Linked DNA regions of Sus scrofa: region 1 is linked to region 2. Evidence: chromatin contacts called from public HiChIP or PLAC-seq data. All regions are on one chromosome and are shown on one strand. The core of a region is the stretch at or near the end of the contact, and the rest is flanking DNA. Distances in the headings are between cores, read along the strand shown. Region 1 holds the start of TJAP1 (tight junction-associated protein 1). Region 2 holds the start of ABCC10 (multidrug resistance-associated protein 7).

Region 1 (3,917 bases), core at 956-3,455, 42 kb before region 2:
TAGGGCATCCACAAATTGTTCTTAGAAAGTTCTCAACATTCTAGAAATGGAGTCACAGGTAAATAACATCACTTCTTCAGATACCTGAAGGTACTGAAGCTAGCCTAGTGACTGTGATTTGGGTTAGTGTGCCTGGAATAAGACTTTTGGGGAAAGAGGTGGGGTGGGAGTAGGGAGCAAAAGATGCTTAGTAAGGAGTCCTAGATCAAATGAGACTTCCCAGCCCAATCATGGAACAGATGCTAGTCCTGAAACAGGCATAAGCAGCATGCTCGTAACGCTGACTTAGGCCATCCGCGTGGCATCAAAGGAAGTGAGGACCACGCTCACTCTACGGTTCCAGACTCCTTCTCTTCTCTCCAACCCCAAGCCCACTATCTCTCAAGCCATGCTTAGTCTGGCTAGTGAAACTGATGTTTGTAAAAATGTGGTTTGAGGAGTTCCGGTCGTGGTGCAGTGGTTAATGAATCCGACTAGGAACCATGAGGCTGCGGGTTCAATCCCTGGCCTCGCTCAGTGGGTTAAGGATCTGGCATTGCCGTGAGCTGTGGTGTAGGTTGCAGACACGGCTCAGATCCCATGTTGCTGTGGCTGTGGCTGTGGCGTAGGCCAGTGGCTACAGCTCCAATTAGACCCCTAGCCTGGGAACATCCACATGCCCTAAAAAAGAAAGACCAAAAAAAAAAAAAAAAAAAAGGTGATTTGATAGGAAGAAAATAAAGGAAGAGAAGAAAGCTACCAGAAGAGAAATGGGCAAGTTCTACAATGCTTTCCTTCCATCATCAAACTGATCCAGGCTATAAAGCGGCTCTCAAATTCTAGGGGTCTTAGGGACAGAATGATGTGAAAAACATTCGCAGAACCTTACACTGGTTACCTTAACCTCTTATCATACACTCATCTGGGTTTCCCCTCCCTAAACCCAGTCTGCCTTCCTCACTCTTCTGACCCCACTACCCACCAAATCCACACCTCCAAAGAACACTAATGGGCCCTTCTTACCAAAAGAAATGACCAAAAGAGGTGGGCATGCTGCAAGAGTGAATTCAGGAATGAGTTGGTGACAGCCAGTTCCTAAACGGTTAGTGAACACCATCAAAAATTTGTTTTCTTATGACTCCCCACCATCTGTCCCCCACATATCTCCACTTCAGGCAGAATACCAAACTGAAGATGTGACGGGGAGATCAAGGAAAATACAGTGAGCATGAAGGAAACTGCTTGTGACAGGGATGTGTTAAAATACTCTCAGCCTGATCTCTAGGCTCTTGTCCACATTTGCCTGCACAGGTAAAGGCATACAAGGCTCAATTCTACGCCCAACTCTCAAAAATGAGATCTAAGTAGAACACTAACTTAGAGATCACAGGCAAAGGGCAGCCTCTATGGAAAAGTGCCCTTCTCAGATTAAATGATTTTCAGCATCACTCGGAGCCCATGCACCCTGCACCCAGGGAGCATGCCAATCTGTCACCGGAGGCCACCTTACCCGCTCTGGGGTTGAGCTGGGGCAAGTCGCTACCTCTTCTTCTTTCCAAGTAGGCACTGTGATTTCTTCCAGTCCCTGGGGCCCCTGAGTCTTCAGCTGAAACTGGGGCACATGCTGCTATAAGAACTGTGGAAAGGCTGATCTAAGTCTAGAAAAGGGTCATCTGACTGGCTTTATTTCCTCCTTACCAAACCTGCCCAGCATCCTTCAGGTCTCTCGTTCCCCCTTCGCTATTATCTTCCTCCATGGATAAGACCCCTTTCCTCTCCTGCCGGCCTGGTACGGTTGGGCCTCGGCCCCATGCTCCGGACTTTTTACTCTCACTCTCTGCTAAGAAGTTCCCCTCTAATCTGTGACTCTGCTTCGTCCGGACTGCACACCTACTTCTGGTTCTCCGCTTCGAATCCCCTCCCCCAAGGCTACGACTGGAATTTAGGCCCCCTCCCCTCCATCCTTATCCCCCTTTTTTTCCTCTCCGCCTCCAACCTTTCACCACTCCATTTCCTCTTCTCAACCCCGAAGTTAGCCCCTCCTCCGCCCCAACTCCATGTTGGCGTCCCCGCGACCCCCCAACTCTAGACTCCCGGCCCATCTACTCCAATCCCAAAACAAACTTTCTGCCGCTGCCCACTGCCTTCAGGCCGCCATCTTGCCGCGGGGCAGGCTGGGTAGTGGCCACGGCCGCGGGAATCCCCACGCACCAGGCGCCGCGCGTCATCGGGGGCGTGGTCATGGGGTGTGGCCTCGGCTGTGGCTGTGGGGCGCCCGGTGGTAGGAAAAGATTTTGATACTGAAAAGACAAAAGCGAAAAAAAGAATGAGGTAAAACAGCACAAAAATACAGTGAGAGAATTGTAGCACTGGTTCCCCATCACTCAAAGGATAAAAGACAGCGTCTCAGCTTGCCACGTAGAAATTGGCAAGATCCAGCTTCTTCGCCCCTTCATCAGCCTCATTTTCCACCTCTCCGCAGAGATTTATGGATCCCAGCTGTCCTGTTTTCAGTCCCTTAATGCCCCTGGCATTATGAATTTCTACTCCTCCTTCAGCTTTCAACTCAAATTGTCACCTCCTCCAGGAAGCCTTCTCCATTTCCCCAGATTGGATTTGGTGCTCCTTTTGGTAGGTACCTCTAGCCACTTACACATAACTTCACTGTAGCTATCCTATGCTGTAATATATTTACATGCTGTGTCTCTCACTAAGCTGCTGCTCCTTCAGGGCAAAAATAATGTCTGGTTGCATCTTCATAGTCTGCAGCAGGTGCCTGACACACAATAAATGCTTAAAAAATAAATAGCATAGCATTCTGCACTAAGAATACTTCCGCCTCAGGGCTTTTAAGTTTGCTGTTCCCTGTGTCTGCGATGTGCTTCCTCCAGATATCTCCTCCCATTTGTGTCTCTGCTCAAATGTTACCACCTCAGAGAAGCATTCCCTGGCCACTCTATCTAAAACAACATCTCTAATCACTCTCCCCTACTCTGCTTTAATATTTTCTTTCATTGTACTTATCATTATCTGACATACTGTATTTTTCTTTGTTGACCATCTCCCACTGTAATGCAGACTCCAAAGATCTGGAACTTTTTCTCAGTCATTATTCTATCCCCAGCGTCTATGCATGGTAGGTACTCAATAAATGTTTATTGAATGAATGAATAGCATAGAGATGAGTAATAGAGGGATTCTGGATTTTTTTTTTTTTCTTTTTGGGGCTGCACCTCTGGCATATGGAAGTTCCCAGGCTAGGGGTCGAATCAGAGCTGGAGCTGCTAGCCTACACCACAGCCACAGCAATGAGGGATCCTAGCTGCGTCTGTGAGCTACACAACAGCTCACGGCAATGCCGGACACTTAACCCACTGAACGAGGCCAGGGATTGAGTCTTCATGGATACTAGTCAGGATTCTGCTGAGCCACAAGGGGAACTCCAGGATTTTGGAATGTATTGATGGGGAGAAGGTGTTGAAAATACTGTAAAATAGGGAAATGCATACATGGAAGGTACAGGTTCCCAAGGCCAGACTTGGCCACATCAGGAATGGGAGCAAAGACAGAAGCCAGACTCAGTGAGGGAGGGAGTAGGATGAGAGCCAGGTGAAACTGGAGCAGGGTCCTCAGGGAGCAGAGCTCTCCTGGAAAAGCCCCAGTTCAGGTAGAGAAAATGGGACGAGCTGGAGGCTGAGGAGTTTACCCAGATCTAAAGACAATATCCGAAGTTTCTATCGTGGCTCAGTGGAAACTAATCTGACTAGCATCCGTGAGGACTCAGGTTTGATCCCTGGCCTCGCACAGTACGTTAAGCATACAGCGCTGCCATGAGCTGTGGTGTAGGTTGAAGATGTGGTTCGGATCTGGCATTGCTGTTGCTGTGGTGTAGACCAGCAGCTCCAGCTCCAGCTCAACCCCTAGCCTGGGAACCTCCA
Region 2 (3,616 bases), core at 670-3,169:
GATCTGGCGTTGCCGCAAGGTGCAGCATAGGTCACAGATGTGGCTCAGATCCGGTGTTGCTGTGGTATAGGCCGGCAGCCGCAGCTCTGATTCAACCCTTAGCTCAGGAACATCCATATACTACAGGTACAGCTATAAAAAGGAAAAAAAAAATTCTATTTCCTAAGATGTGGGGATGGAAGAAAGAACATTGCGAGCCCTTGGAGGTTGGTACCCTGGTTCCAAGCTGGCATAAACCAGCCTTAGAAACTTGGGCAAGCCTCTTTCCCTCTCTGCATCTCATTTTCCTCATCAGCACAGTGAGCAGTGAGGAGTCTGGATCCAATGCCCTCTGAGGTTCTTTCCTGTCTGAGATTGTGAATCTCTCTAACCCTCTTCAGCAACTTGCAAAAGTCTGTCAAGTGAAGTGAGATAACCACAATTTCTTTTTTTTTTTTTTTGTCTTTTGTCTTTTGTTGTTGTTGTTGCTATTTCTTGGGCCGCTCCCGCGGCATATGGAGGTTCCCAGGCTAGGGGTTGAATCGGAGCTGTAGCCACCCGCCTACGCCAGAGCCACAGCAACGCGGGATCCGAGCCGCGTCTGCAACCTACACCACAGCTCGCGGCAACGCCGGATCGTTAACCCACTGAGCAAGGGCAGGGACCGAACCCACAACCTCATGGTTCCTAGTCGGATTCGTTAACCACTGCGCCACGACGGGAACTCCGAGAAAACCACAACTTCTATGGATTACAGGATGGACCTTCTTGTTTTCTCCTTACACTGTGAGTTCCCAAAGGACTATGTCAGTTTTGTTCCTTTGTTTTTGTTTTGCCTTGTTTTTGCTTTTTAGGGCCACACCCTTGGCATATGGAAGTTCCCAGGCCAGGGGTCGAATGGGAGCTACAGCTTCCATCCTATACCACATCACCTTAGAGAGGGTCACATTCTGTCCATTAGACTAGAGACTCCCAAAGACAGACTAGACTTTCCTCCTGCCTTGTCAGAAGCCAGAGCTTAAGATGACATTTAGCCATAACTAGCCATATAGGAATTAGTATAAAATCAAGGTGAGTTTAGCACCTGCAAATTATAGCCCCCAGTTCAGGAAGGATTAAGGTTCTGATTTTGCTCTTCTCTTCTACCCATTACATCTTTTCCACTTGAATACATATACTTTTCTTAGCCTAGAAACAATGAGGTTTCGTAGACGGAAGTGGTAAGGAACTGGTCCAACAACTTCAGAACATGTTAATCTTTTTGGCTTCAAAACACTGCTCACCCACTTTTGCCTCCAATTCATGACAACTGTGTTTGGGCATCTGAAGATCTACAGAAGTCATGATTTCTACATGGCATTGGGACTTTAAAAATGTGCCAGGCACTGCACTGTATGCTTAAACGCATTATGTAATTTAAATCTTCCAACAGTGCTATGAGGCTCAGGGAAGATAGTTAACTTGACCCAAAACAGAGTGGCAAAGTGGTGATGCCCAAATTTTATTCTTCTTTTGCCCCTACCCCACAGACATATTTCGGTTACACTGCCGCGGAAACGTGGGTTTCGAGCGAGGTCTGCAGGCACACATGGACGGGTGTCTTGCATCCCTCTCTACCCACCTCGGGTTGCCCCAGTGGCAGGCACTGAGCACGGCGAGGAGCGCGTGGGGCAGGGCGCTGAGCACCAGCTGGGTGAAGCAGTGGCCGGTGGTGTCCCCCTCCCACACTGGGAGCGGCTGCAGCGCGCTGGTACCGCACAGCTGGGCCAGGAACCGCTCCATGGAGGCCTCACCTGCGGGGAAAGCCGAGGGTGAAGAGGGAGAAGCTTTCCCTAGAAAAGAGAATCCGAATTCCCAAGTGCTAAGTGCGGAGAGCCGGCACCCGGGGGGCCGGGACGCTAATCAGGAAGCAGGGGTGGAGCCAGAGTGACAGCGCGTCCCCGGTGGAAGCAAAAGAGCGGGCTCCCGGCTTGGGGACCCTGGCCAGGCCCGCTTGGCACCCTCTAGAGGCGGGATGACCTCCCAGGCGCCTCTCGGGCCTTCCATTTGCAGGGTTTCTGTGCGCGTGCGCACCGCTCTCAGTCTGCGAAGGCCTGGGTAAACTCGCCCGCAGCTGTGGGTTGCACCAGGGTGTTTGGGCGCGCTTATGCTGCTCTTTTGCAGATGAATTCATCTCAGCTCTGATGCAGCGTCAGCCGTGCACTAATGTAGAATACTTGCTCCCATCTGTCTGCTGTTTACTAGCAGGCACATGCATTGCGCTTTCTAATTTTTTTTTTTTTTTTTTTTTTTTTTTTTTGCATTTTAGGGCCGCACCCGCGGCAAATGGAAGTTCCAAGGACAGGGGTTCCAAGCCGAGCTACAGCTGCCGGCCTACCCACAGTCACAGCAACTCGGGATCAGAGCCGCCTTTGACCTACACCACAGCTTAAGGCAACGCTGGATCCCTGACCCACTGAAGGAGGCCAGGCATCAAACCCCGCATCCTCATGAACACGGGTCGTATTCGTTTCTCCTTCACAAGGGGAGCTCCCACACTTTCTAATTCTTAAAACTTGCAGCAAGGGAAGCCAAACGTGAGAGCTATGCGCCACCTGGGGACACTTCCTCAGGGAAGTTACCTAACTTCTGTGAACCTGTTTCTTTATCTTTACAAAAGGGGGAATAACACCGTACCAAAGTACTGTTGAGAGAGTTGAATAATTAGTCCTATGGGCAAGTGCCTTGCTTAGAGTTGTCCTGCAATAAATAAATCTCTTTGGTAAGCAGTGGAAGAACATAAGCTTTATAGTAAAACAGATCGAGTTTGATTCCTGACCCTGCCAACTTTCAGCAGTGTGATCCTGGGCAAGTTACTTTTGCATCTTTTTTCCCCCTTTCTTTTCTTTTTACAGCGGCACCTGCTTATGGAAGTTCCCCAGGCTTGGGGTCAAATTGGAGTGGCAGCTGCAGGCCTTCGCCACAGCCGCAGCAAGGCTGGATCCGAGCTGCATCTTGGACCTAAGCCACAGTTTGTGGCAATGCAAGATCCTTAACTCAATGAGCAAGGAATTGAATCTACATCTTCATGGACACTATGTTGTGTTCTTAACCCACTGAACCACAACAGGAACTCCTACTTTTGCATCTTAGTTTTATTATTTGCTTAAAGGACACGATACTGGCTTACACCTCACTTAAGAATGCGCAGTGCCGGAGTTCCCGTCGTGGCGCAGTGGTTAACGAATCCGACTAGGAACCATGAGGTTGCGGGTTTGGTCCCTGCCCTTGCTCAGTGGGTTAACGATCCGGCGTTGCTGTGGCTCTGGCGTAGGCCGGTGGCTACAGCTCCGATTCAACCCCTAGCCTGGGAACCTCCATATGCCGCGGGAGCGGCCCAAGAAATAGCAACAACAACAACAAAAGACAAAAAAAAAAAAAAAAAAGAATGCGCAGTGCCCAAAGAAAAGTAGTTCAACAGATAACTCTGATTATCCCACTTAATCTCAAAAAGAGGCCTAGAATCTCTAATGTCAGAAATGAATGGTCCTATTTTTACAAAGTTAAATGCAGGTGTGCATTTCACACCCCTAATAATTAAGGGATTGGAGTAGGATGGGCCCCTGGGCTGAGAACAGCTGGGACTTATGAGGCTGAG

Evidence for each region. HiChIP or PLAC-seq counts read pairs in DNA pulled down with a chosen protein or histone mark.
Region 1: a contact with region 2 is called in an H3K27ac HiChIP or PLAC-seq map of alveolar macrophages. The contact joins the promoter of TJAP1 here to the promoter of ABCC10 in region 2. A contact is called at or near these places in 1 of 47 Hi-C or Micro-C datasets (blood) and 1 of 2 datasets of contacts at active chromatin or transcription factors (alveolar macrophages).

What each region holds. Positions count from the first base shown.
Region 1 is chr7:38,473,469-38,477,385 of Sscrofa11.1, reverse strand. TJAP1 (tight junction-associated protein 1) reads right to left here and starts at 2,205. Exons shown (of 10, transcript XM_021098776.1): 1 at 2,104-2,205; 2 at 1,490-1,591.
Region 2 is chr7:38,431,023-38,434,638 of Sscrofa11.1, reverse strand. It overlaps ABCC10 (multidrug resistance-associated protein 7), which reads right to left and starts at 1,919. Exons shown (of 21, transcript XR_002345741.1): 1 at 1,601-1,919.